2 separate regions of the Canis lupus genome follow, and region 2 is linked to region 1. A link is a contact called in public Hi-C data. All regions are on one chromosome and are shown on one strand. The core of a region is the stretch at or near the end of the contact, and the rest is flanking DNA. Distances in the headings are between cores, read along the strand shown.

Region 1 (5,251 bases), core at 754-3,253:
CTGGAGCAGCGGGAAGGCCGGCTCGGCCAGCTGCCAACACTGGCTCTCCATCACGGCGGCCACCCTGCCGGCGCCCAGGAACTGGGCCAGCAGCTGCACCATCTTCATCAGACGGAAGCTCGGGCTGAAGCAAGAGCAGGCGTCATGCGGGAGCCGGGAGCCCGCGACCCACAGCTCACCCCGCACCTAAAACCGATGGTTAAATCCCCCTGGCAGCCAGCCAGTCCCGTCTCCCGCTCCACACCAGCTCTGCGTGTATCTCAGCAACCGCAACCCAGCTGTGCCACGACCCGGGGCCACGTGCAGCCCCGCACGACGCAGTGTCTGGGAACTGCCTCGAGGAAGGTGTCCCCATGAGTTTGCTGCAGGGCCAGGTGGCTCACTGCACAGCAGAGAGGCACGGAGGGAAGGGAGGGAAGGAAGGGGCCCCAAGAGGACGGCAAGGCCCACGGCCTAAGCCACCGGGATGGGAACGCTCCTGCTCCCTCCCTTCACCGACGGGGCAGGACCCAGGGCAAGGGCCTCTTCATTGCCAAGGAGATTAACACAACCCCCTTTAAATTCTCCAGTGCTCCGCCAGGGGCAAGTCCTACTCTCAACCTTTCAGGACACCGAATTCCCGCAGCTACTGGAGAACCTGTGGGCCCGCAATCCTTTGCATCACAAGTGACCACATAATCAGACCGAGCCCCACTCACCCAGCCATGCCCTCGATGGACTCCATCAGCACCAGGAAGGCTTGGTCCGCAGGGCCCTCCAGAAAGAAGCTGGCCCATGGTGCCTCCAGCTGGCCGCCCGGCAGGAGCTCCAGCCAGGCGGGGCTCAGCCTGCCCACCAGACACCGGAGCAGGGCTGAGAAGTGCATCCTGGCAAACTCCTCCTGCTCCCCGGGAAGGGCCGGGTTCTCCGCTCCACCGAGATACCGCTTCAGGGACCCCAGCGTGGAAAGGATGCGGTCGCCATCCTCGGAGGAGGAAAGAGTGTGAACTGCTTCCCGGACGGTGAGCCGGACTGCAGAGACAGCTGGGTCCATCCTGGAGTCCATGGGAGACTCAGGTGAGACGGCCACGGAGCCCCTGGCAACCACGCGGGACCCGCTGTCAGACTAGACGTGGGTTCCACATTCTCTCAGAACCCCCACCCCCTGGCCCCTCTTGTTAGGTGGCTAGGGACCCCATCTCTCTGCACCCGCAGGATCCTCCCCTGCCAGCACCAGCCATTTCTACCAAGAGTTGGTTCCCAGCTCAGGGCCCTTCTGGTACCCTCTACAGTAGGTCCACTGGACCTCAGGGTCACAGCTGGGGTGCTGCTGGCATCTAGTGAGGGGGTGGGAGAGGCCCAGGATGCTGGTCAACGTCCCCTATGTGCAGGACAGCACCCACCACAGGGGATTATCCTAACTCCTGCGTCGGTGGCGCTAAGGCCGGGGACCCTGGACCCCCGCATCCTAGCTTCTCTCCCAGGAACCCGTGTCATCTGCAGTATTTCTGGTCAGGCCCCTCTGCGGGGTTCAGTACCACTAGGTAGGTGGTCTGTCCGCGCACCCGGCCACTAGCTAAGGCTGCATCAGGGGCGTGGGGGGGGGGGACCTGGGGGACGGGAGGGGGGCCTCCGGGGCGGGAGGGGGACCTCGGGGCGGGCGGGGGACCTCGAGGCCGGGAGGGGGGCCTCAGGGACGGGCGGGTGCCTGGGGGGGCCTGGGGGGGCCTAAGGGGCGCCCGGGGGTCTCGGGGAGGCGCGCACCCGCTGGGTCCCGGAGTCTCCCCGCGCGCTCCCGGCCGCCCCGCCGCTGCTATCCCTCCGCTGATTCGGCACGGCCGCCGAGGCCCAGTTCTGCACGCGGTTCGTGGCCTAGGCTGTGAGACCTCGGGGCACGAGCTTCCCATGCGCTGGCAGAGCTGCCGCTGAATTTTTTCGAGTCCGTGAGGCCGGTGCCCGCGGGCACATCGCGACGAATCTGCCGCGAAGCCCGGGACCCGGAAGAGGCGTGGGGCGGGTGGCCGTGACTGCGCCTGCGCCGAGCGCGGCGGGGCGGGACCTCGGGTGGGCGGGGCCGCCAAGGCAAGGGTTCCCCGCAGCAGGTGGCCGCTTTCCGAGCGCAGCTCCGGGTCCCGGCGGCCGCGCGGGGGCAGCAGCGCCGCGGGCGGCCCGGGAAGGCCTCGCAGCGAGGCGCCGGTCCCGCCTCGGCTGCCCCCCGGGGAAGTCTGGGAAGATGCGTTCCCTCCGCGCGCACTCCTTAAATGCCTGCTGCGTACAGCCAGCCTCTCCAGGCCCCCGCTTGCGGGTCAAGGGCTCGCATGAAGAACAGGCGCCGTCCGTCCGCGAAGTCGGCAGGGGCGTTAGGCAGGGGAGCCTGCGGCTCCGGCTGTTGAGGCTCGGGTCACGGCCTCGGGGCGCTGGGGGGGTCCGGGGGGGCCCCGCGCTGGCCGGGAGCCCCCTGGAGACGCTCCGTCTTCCCCTGGTCTCCCTCTCCGATCCCGTGCGCTCGCGCGTTCTCGCTCGCTCTCTCTCTTTCTCTCAAATGAATAAATAAATAGAATCTTTTTTAAAAATGTAAGCAGAATGAGGAGCTCCGATTTGGACGTTGCGCCAGGCGTGCAGGCGGGAGGAAGGGAGCAGGGGCGGGGGCAAAGGTGCAGGGCAGGGCTGGGCCAGGCAGGCCGCCCCTGCGGAGTGGGTGTGGGCTGCGACGGGTCGCGGGGAGGACGATGCCCTCCTGGGCCTCTGGGAATCCCCCCGAGTCAGCTCCTGGATTGGAGCCCGGCTCTGGAGCCCGGACAGCAGCTCCGTTGGGCCTGGATCCCTGTGTTGAAGCATGGGAGACACACCCCCAAAGCCTTTAGGTGTCCGAAAAGTGCCTTTGTTGTTTGCTCCAGGCAGCTTCACATTTGAGCTAGACAAACAATTTTAAGTGATAATAATTTTCACTCGGAGACGTTGAGGTTTGCTCCTGTATTTGGCAGCCAGCACTCAGTTCTGGGAGGAGAGTCTCCAGTCGTTCCGTGTGACCCAGTTCTTCCTCCACTTCCTCCACCGACACTTGGAGACTCCTCAGCCATGGGGTTCTGACACATGACAAGTGGCCCTCTCTGGCACACCGTCTTGAGACTGATGCCCTCGGCCGGGAACCCTTCCCAGACTACCTTCCCGTTTTCTCTTCTCTCACTCTGTGCTTGCTCTTCATTGGATTCCCCTTGAAGGCTATACTTTCTCTCTCTCTCTTTTTTTCCATCTCTCTGTCTTTTTGCCCTGCTTTCTGGGCAATTGCTTAAATCTTGCCTTTCAGCTTTCCTGATTTAATTATTTTCTTTTAAGATTTTGTTTATTTGAAAAAAAATAAAATAAAATAAAATAAAATAAAAAGATTTTGTTTATTTGTTTGAGAGAAAGAGAACAAACGGAGTAGCAGAGGGAGAGGGAGACACACGCTGCCCGTAGAGCAGGAGCCCGACGCCAGGCTCAATCCCAGGACCCTAGGATCATGACCTGAGCAGAACACAAAGCCAGATGCTTAACCCTCTAAGCCACCCAGAAGCCCCTAATTATTTATTTGTTTGGAAAATCCTTATTCAGAGCCTTGAGGAGAAGCGGGGCCCTGGGACACCCTGACCTTGGACCTGTACTGGTTACGGGTCATTGGTTGTGGCCTGGGGACACTGACACACATCCTGCCCCTGCAGGTGGGGAGGCTCTCTCTGCACCTCCACCTGCCCTGCCCTTGACCTGTCACTCTCCCGGGCCACATTGGATCCGTGCATTCAATGCTGTCTCCCTCCCCTTGAGTTCTCCTTGGCCCTGGGTCCCTTCACCTTTGTCCTTTTGCTGTTGCTGGAGTCACACCTGGGAGAAGAGGAGCCATTCAAGACTGTGCACAGCCACTGCTATAACCAGTGACTGCTGGGTGTCCCAGGGCCACCCACTCCCCAAGGCCCCAGGGGAGGACACTTCCTGCCTCCTCCAGCTTCTGGCTTTCTCTGCACCACATGACCCTGGCCTCTGCCTGTCTTCCCACGGCCTTCTCCCCTGTGCCTCTGCTCTTCTGTCTTTTGTAAGGACACCCAAACTCAGCATGGTCTCATCTCAAGATCCTTAATGATATTTGCAAGAGCCCTTTTTTCCCAAATAAGCTTACATTCACAAGTACAGAGGAATTCACAGAGTTGGGATTTGGACCTACCATTTCAGGGACCACCATTCAGCCCATCATACAACCTATACCTCAAAGTAAATTAAGGTGGCTCCCAACCCCATTTCCCTTGCCATATCAAAGGGAGAGGGATGGGCCTCACAGGACCCTATGTGCATGGCCCGCACCCTGGGCCCCACGGCACACTTGGCTCTGGGGGCTCCTTGGCCCTGACCCGGCCCTGTCCAGCTTCAACTTCTGTCTGGTGGGAGCATGAGTCCATGTGCCCCTGCTAAAGCAATCACCTCCTTCTGCCTCTGAGCCAGCCAGACCAAGGCTCACACTCAGAAGAACTATTTTCCAGAGAAACTGTTTGCATCTGTTTTAAGCTTGTGTCCTTGGGAACCTCCATCTCTGCAGAGCTCACTGGCTGGAAAGCGAATGCTTTTCATTAAGGTGGCAGGAAGTACCTGAGTCCCAGCCAGTGTGGAAGAGGGAAAGGTCCACTGGCTAGCGGGGGAGGGGGGGGGAGCGGCGCAAAGCAAGCTGCCTTCTCCTGCCGTCGGGGCCGCTCTCCGTGCGTCCTCAGGATGGGCTGCCCGCGGAGGAAGACCCTGTGTTTCTTCCTTATTTTCGCGCCTGTATATCTGCATGGGGCTTTGTCACAGGAAGCCAGCCCTGCAGGGCAGAGAAAACCATTTTTCGAGAGGCTCCGAAGGCTAGAAGAGCAGGTGAGTATACCCGCCACTCGGGGCAGTTGCGTGTGTTAAATTCGACAGCCCATGCAGAAACGGCGTGATGAGCGCCCACGCTCTGGGGACACAAACATGAAGTGTGGGGTGACGCTACTGTCACCTACAGTTGGCAGCCAGCTGGGCTCTGCTATGAAGTCAAACCAACTGACAGTGAGGACTGGCTGGGAGGCGGGGTGGAAGGGCCGCGGAGTGCCCCGGAGGGGTACTGGGTGTGCTGGGCGTGGGGTGGGAGGCCTCAGGCTCTCTGCAGGCACTCCCCGCTTTGATCCCCACAAACCACTCACAGAGCCCACCCTGCCCTACATCCACTCAGGGGCGAGGGTCACAGGTGAGGCCGTGGCGGGGGGCAGGGGGTGCCACAAGCCCTCAG
Region 2 (5,502 bases), core at 1,862-4,361, 130 kb after region 1:
TCCCAGCCATGTTCCTGGGCTCAGGTTCACCTACACCCCTGCTTCCCCACCAGGCTCGACAGACCTGGGAACGACCAGAAGGTAGGGCCCTGGCTAAGTGTGGAGCCTCAACTCAAACCCAGCTCACACACCCTCAACTGCCCCTCAGCAGTCCAATCCATATCATGCTCTCTGCCCCAACACCTACCCCCCACCCCAGCCACCCCCCTCCCGGTCCCTGAGCAGCACAGTCCCCTGCCCAGAGCCCACACCGTCATGCAGCAGGGGTGAGACCAACAGCTCAGCGGACACAGGCCCTGGACCTTGCTATCTCTGGCTCTCCAGGTGTGGCCCTGTGTGCCTGTCAAAAATGCACGTCCCAGACCCCTGTGGCCTTACGTCAGAACTCTGGGCGAGACCTAGTGCCTGGGGTCTGGGAGGCTCTCGGTCAATTCTCTTCCCAAGAAGTAAGCCAAGTAGGAGGAAGGGTCTGGGAATCACCACTGCAGAACACGACTGTAGTCCCTGGTGTCATGCAAGAGACCAGGTCTCAGGAAGCTGGCTGAGTTATGACAAACCGCCAGACCAACTAGATGGGGTCCCGTTTTAAAAACCATGTACTTAGCTTATAAGAAAAACAAAAAGTCAAAAATCACAGCCCTCCATTCAGAAAGCATGACATGATGACGACACCCCCCCGCCCGGGGCTGCCGCCTGCAGCTTTTGGCACCGTGACGCCAGAGCACACCTTGTACGAGGTTCTGATCTTAACTGACCTCAAGACTACGTTCGATATAGACAACAGCATGCTGACCCAGAACAGAACTGCAATTCACCACATGATCCCAGAATCCTAGTCTGCCCCCTTCGTCCCCATCCGTGTACGGACCTGGCCGCCAGGAACACCTGCCAGGGGGAGTTTGGGACCAGCAAGGTGCACCCCTGCCCAGATCTCCTTCACAGGACAGCACACTCGTCTGGAATATTTGTTTGGGCCAGAGGCGGGGGCCCAGCAGTGCAACAAGGGCGAGCGCTGATCCTGAGGAGGAGGATTAGGGCTTGCAGGAGCGTAGGCCAGTCTGCCTCCCAAGTGTTCTCTGGTTAGAAGCGGGCAGGGACCCCGATGCCGGAAGATGCTTTACTTCTACAAGTTTCTCAAAACCTTCATTTCCACTGGTCCTTCTCCGTGGAATCTGAGCCAACCCCAAGCCTTGGGTCAGTGGAAATGCCCTTCCCTGCAGGAGGTTCGAGGGCACAAAACACTCCTGCCCCCGAGCTCCCTGGCGCACACAGCATGATCACCGGAGCACCCCCTTCACCCCCCCGGGGAAGCAGACAGTGCAAGTTGGCAGGAACCTTCTGCTGAATTAACCAACACGGAGCCTCAGCGACCAAAGACAAGCAGCCTGGTAAGCAGTTCTGTAGTTGAGATGCAAGGTCCCCGGTGAGCCTAAGCTCTGCCAGGCATCTAAACAGGTTTCTGAAGCCCCAGGCCGGAGCTCCCCAACACGGGGCGCTCTGTGGGGGCTGGGGGCAGGCCCTGCCAGGCCAGGCCAGGCCGTCCTGAGCGCCGTCTGCAAGCGTACCCGTGGCACAACCCTGCCACCTCTTCTGCCCTGAAGACTGGACAGGACCGCCCATGGAGGCCCTGCCCCAGGGCCTGTGTGAGGGTGTCCCAGGTTGGGGGAAGTCAGGAGGGGTGGTCGCAGGAGAGCTCCTGCCGCGGGGGTGCTGCTGGGCCAGACCGGGGTGGGTTTCTGCCGGCGGGACAAAGAGCCACAGGTGCACAGCTGCCCTGTCCCCAGCACACACCTGGGCTCAGACATGCTCCCACTCCCACCAGCCTCCAGTTTGCTACATTTCAACCACAGCAGGCAACCTCTCATTCAGAATCCCACTTAAGACCACATCTCCCCGGGACAAGCTCACAGAGAGGCACTCAGGGGGGTGGTTAGGTGCGAGCCAGACGCCGGGAGATGGGACGACCCATCCCCAGGCCGGGGAGACAGCCCGAGGACGGGAGCGGGCCCTCCAGGCACAGCCACCTCCCGCCAGGGTTCCCGCAGCGGCGTGGACTCTCGGTGAACTCCCCTGGCGCTGTGCTCCGCGACCTGAGGGTACAGACCTCAGAGCCGCTTCCTGGCTGCCCTGGCTGCCGGGGTTTGGGCTAGGCACTCATCTCCCGTCCGGACGGTTTCGGTCTCATCTGTGAAATGGGCGCAGCACTGCGACCCCTCGGGCCTGTGCGGGACGCAGACACGCTGCGAGTGGGAGCCCCGCCCGGGCCGTCCTGGGCGGCGCTCCCCGAGGGGGGGACCTGCTGCACCCGGCAGAGGCACCTACCTGGCCGCCCGCCCCCCGACAGCTCCCGGGACCCCGGGCGCCGACTCGGAGGCCGGGTCCCTGACCTCGGGGCTCCCCAGGCTCCGACCGCCCGGCGCCCCGCACCCCGTAAGCAAAGCAGGAGCAAGCTGGGGTCCGCGGGGCCGGGGCTGCCGACTCCTCCGCGGGCCCCGGGGTCCGCAGGCGCCCCGGCCCCAGCAGGTGCAGGCCCGGCCCCCTGCGCTCGGCCCCGGGAGACCCCGCGGGGCTCGGGGCGGGGGGCGCCTGGCGCGTCGGGGCCCCGCGCACGAGCTCCGCGGCCGGCGGGCGGGCCGTGACCCCGGAAACGGATCCCGCGGGCGGCAGCGGCGGCGGGCGGGCTCGCATCCCTGTCAACCGCGGCCGCAGCTCCGGGGCCGCGCCGGGCACGCGCCGGGGGGCCGTTCTCCGCGCTCCCGGCCGGGCGCGCGCGGGGCTCGAGGGGCCGGCGGGCCGCGACCCCGGGGCGGGGGGGGGCGCACGCCGCGGACTGAGGCGGCCCGGCTCCGGGCGGGGGGGGCGCGGGGCGGGCCGGGGCTGGGGGAGGCGCCCGGCCGGGCCCGACGGCGGCGGAGGCCCCGCGCCCCGAGGCCGGCCCCCGCCCGCGCCCCCCGCCGCCCGCCCGCGCCCCCGCGCTCACCTCGGGCGGCCGCGGCCCGGCGAGCGAGGCGGACGAGGCGGCGGCGGCGGCGGCGGCGGCGCTCCCTTTGTCTCGGGACTTCCCTCCCGAGCCCGCTCCGCGCGCAGCCCGAGCGCTCCGAGGACCCCCGGCGGGCGGGGCGGGGCGGGGCCTACGGGGGCTGCCCGCCGCGCGCCTGCCCCGCGCGCCGCCGCCGCCTTCCCGCGCCCCGCGCCGCCCCGCCCGCCGCGCGCCGCCCGCCGCCCGCGCCCTGCCGCCGCGCGCCCCCGCCCCGGGTGCGGCTCCGGAGCCTGGGTCGGCGGAGGCTTTCCCGTCGGGCGGCGCCGCGGACACCTGCGCCCTTAAAGGAGCCGCGTCCCCGACCGGAGGGAGCGTCTGCAAACTCCCCCTCGCGACGCGCGCGTCCACCCGAGGACACGCCGGCGGGCAGCGGGGGCCGGCGGAGGCCGAGACCGCCGAGGGCCCCCCGGATGCCGCGCGGGCAGCTGCCCGCGCACGGGCCCCGGAGGTCTCCTTGGGGCTGGGATCAGGGGCCGGGGGAGAAAAGCCCACTGAGGCCTAAGGATCCCCGAAGCGTCGCAGCGCGGTGACGGTCCCCGGAGCACGGCGGCCTGTGAAACCCCTTGCGATTGGCCAGCTGCGGGCCCGGGGCGGGGCGCCCGGCGAAGCCGCCCAATGAGTCGACCCGGCACAGGAGGCCGAGCGCCCGCCGGACCGACGGGACCACAAGTGCTGACGCTCCCTAACCCGGGGGCGGGCCGCCGGGGCCGCGGGCGCATAAGGGAGGGGAGGAGAGCGGACGGCGGGCGGAGCGAACCGCGGCCCCTCCCGGTCCGCCGGGCGTCTCCCCGTCGGGCCCGCCTCGTCGCCCGAACCCCAGGTGTGTGTGGGGGGGCGCCTTCCGAGGTCAGTCCGCTGCCCCGGTGGGCGCCTAGGGGTCAAGCAGCGGTGGGTGTCTCGGGCACCCCCATCCCCGCGCAGGGGCCGCTGGAGGGCATCGCGGCCCCGGGCTGCAGGTCGCGGGTGGGGGCACTGGAATGCCGGAGCGGCGGGCCTGCACGCCCCCTCCCCCTCCCTCCCCTCCCCCTTCCCTCCCTCCTCCGTTTCTCCCCCCTCCCCCTCCCCTCCTCTCCCTTCCCTCCCTCCCTCTCTCCCCCGGGGCCCCGTAGTTGGCACCGTGCTCAGGCTTCCCCAGGGGCAGGGACCACAGGCCCCGTGTCCAGCGGCTGCTCAGGGCATGCAAGCCGCGCCGCTCCCAGCCCTCCTGTTACTTGGGGAGTAAAATGAGGGCGTCCCCCTGATGCGGGGCCTAGGTCACCACCCCACCCACCCCCACCCCGGCCAGCAGTGGCCTCTGGGGCTTGGCTAGAGTGACCGCCGCCCCGGTGACCAATGAGCCAAGTATAAGCGGTCACGTCCCCGCCAGGCCTGAACTCCGCCGGGCTGTCGGCTCCTGAATCCCCAGGGCCACCCCCATGGGCCGCTGCCGCCCTGCCCCTCCCCCAGGCAGCTGCAGTTCTGCACCTGAGAGTGTCAGGACCATCTGGGGCTTATCTGAGACACCTGTTTCCTGGGGCTTCTGATTCACCAGAGCCCAGGGGTCCTGCGGGCGGGAGTGTGTGTTTTAACGAGAACCCCAGGAGAGCCTGCTGCACGGCCCACTTTCTAGTGGCTTCCTGCCAAGGAGCATGGGCTTCGGGCCCATCCTTGTGCAGATGCCAGGTTTGCACCAGGCTGTGTGGGGAAGACACCTGACAAAGAGCGGTGGCCGCTGCTGGAGGCAAGAGAGGAGACCCATGGGCCTTCGTGGGCTCTGCACAGACAGGGCAGAGAGGGAGCAGGGGTGTCGTTCGGGGAGGCCGACCACCAAGGGTGGCCTGGGCCTGACCCTGTGGGCCCTGGGGAGCCATGGAAGGTTGCAGAGAAGGAAACTAAGAGCAGGTCCTGTCTATGCGTGAGGAGGGGATACCCGGAGATGGGAAGTGCGGCCCCTTGGCTCTGATGGCCAAGGTCCAACCACAGCAGGAAGAACTGCCCTCCTAGGGGAAAGCTGTCCTCATGCTGGGAAGAGAGTCAGGATCGGAGGAGCAGGGCAGCCCCGATGGCCCAGCGGTCTGGCACCACCTTCGGCCCGGGGTGTGATCCTGGGGACCCAGGATCGAAACACACGTTGGACTCCCTGCAGGGAGCCTGCTTCTCCCTCTGCCTGTGTCTCTGCCCTTCTCTCTGTGTGTCTGTCATGAGTAAGTAAATCTTTAAAAAAAAAAATTGGAGGAGGAGCATCTGGCATTTAGGTGGAGGAGGGCAGGGGATGCGCAGGAGGCGACCTCCAGGCTTGCGTCCTGGGCCGTTCCTGCGCTCACGGGCTGGCGCACAGGCTGTCAGGATCATCACGTTTGTCCAGCCCTGATGGGAGGCGCGCTGACCGTGTAGACTGGGCCGCGGGCAGGGAACAATGGGCGGCCTCTAGAGCCCGCGAGGGCCACCGCCCCCATGACGGCCAGCAAGAAAGTGGGGACCTC

Evidence for each region. A called contact is a pair of places that touch in the nucleus more often than the background predicts.
Region 2: a contact with region 1 is called in a Hi-C map of blood, with 2.8 times the contacts expected there. The contact joins the promoter of UBE2I here to the promoter of TELO2 in region 1. A contact is called at or near these places in 2 of 9 Hi-C or Micro-C datasets (both in blood).

What each region holds. Positions count from the first base shown.
Region 1 is chr6:39,792,534-39,797,784 of UU_Cfam_GSD_1.0, forward strand. It overlaps TELO2 (telomere length regulation protein TEL2 homolog), which reads right to left and starts at 2,004. Exons shown (of 21, transcript XM_038540828.1): 1 at 1,744-2,004; 2 at 699-1,076; 3 at 1-124. The coding sequence starts at 1,886. PTX4 (pentraxin-4) reads left to right here and starts at 4,081. Exons shown (of 3, transcript XM_038540830.1): 1 at 4,081-4,857. The coding sequence starts at 4,717.
Region 2 is chr6:39,922,793-39,928,294 of UU_Cfam_GSD_1.0, forward strand. UBE2I (SUMO-conjugating enzyme UBC9) reads right to left here and starts at 3,112. Exons shown (of 7, transcript XM_038540854.1): 1 at 2,981-3,112.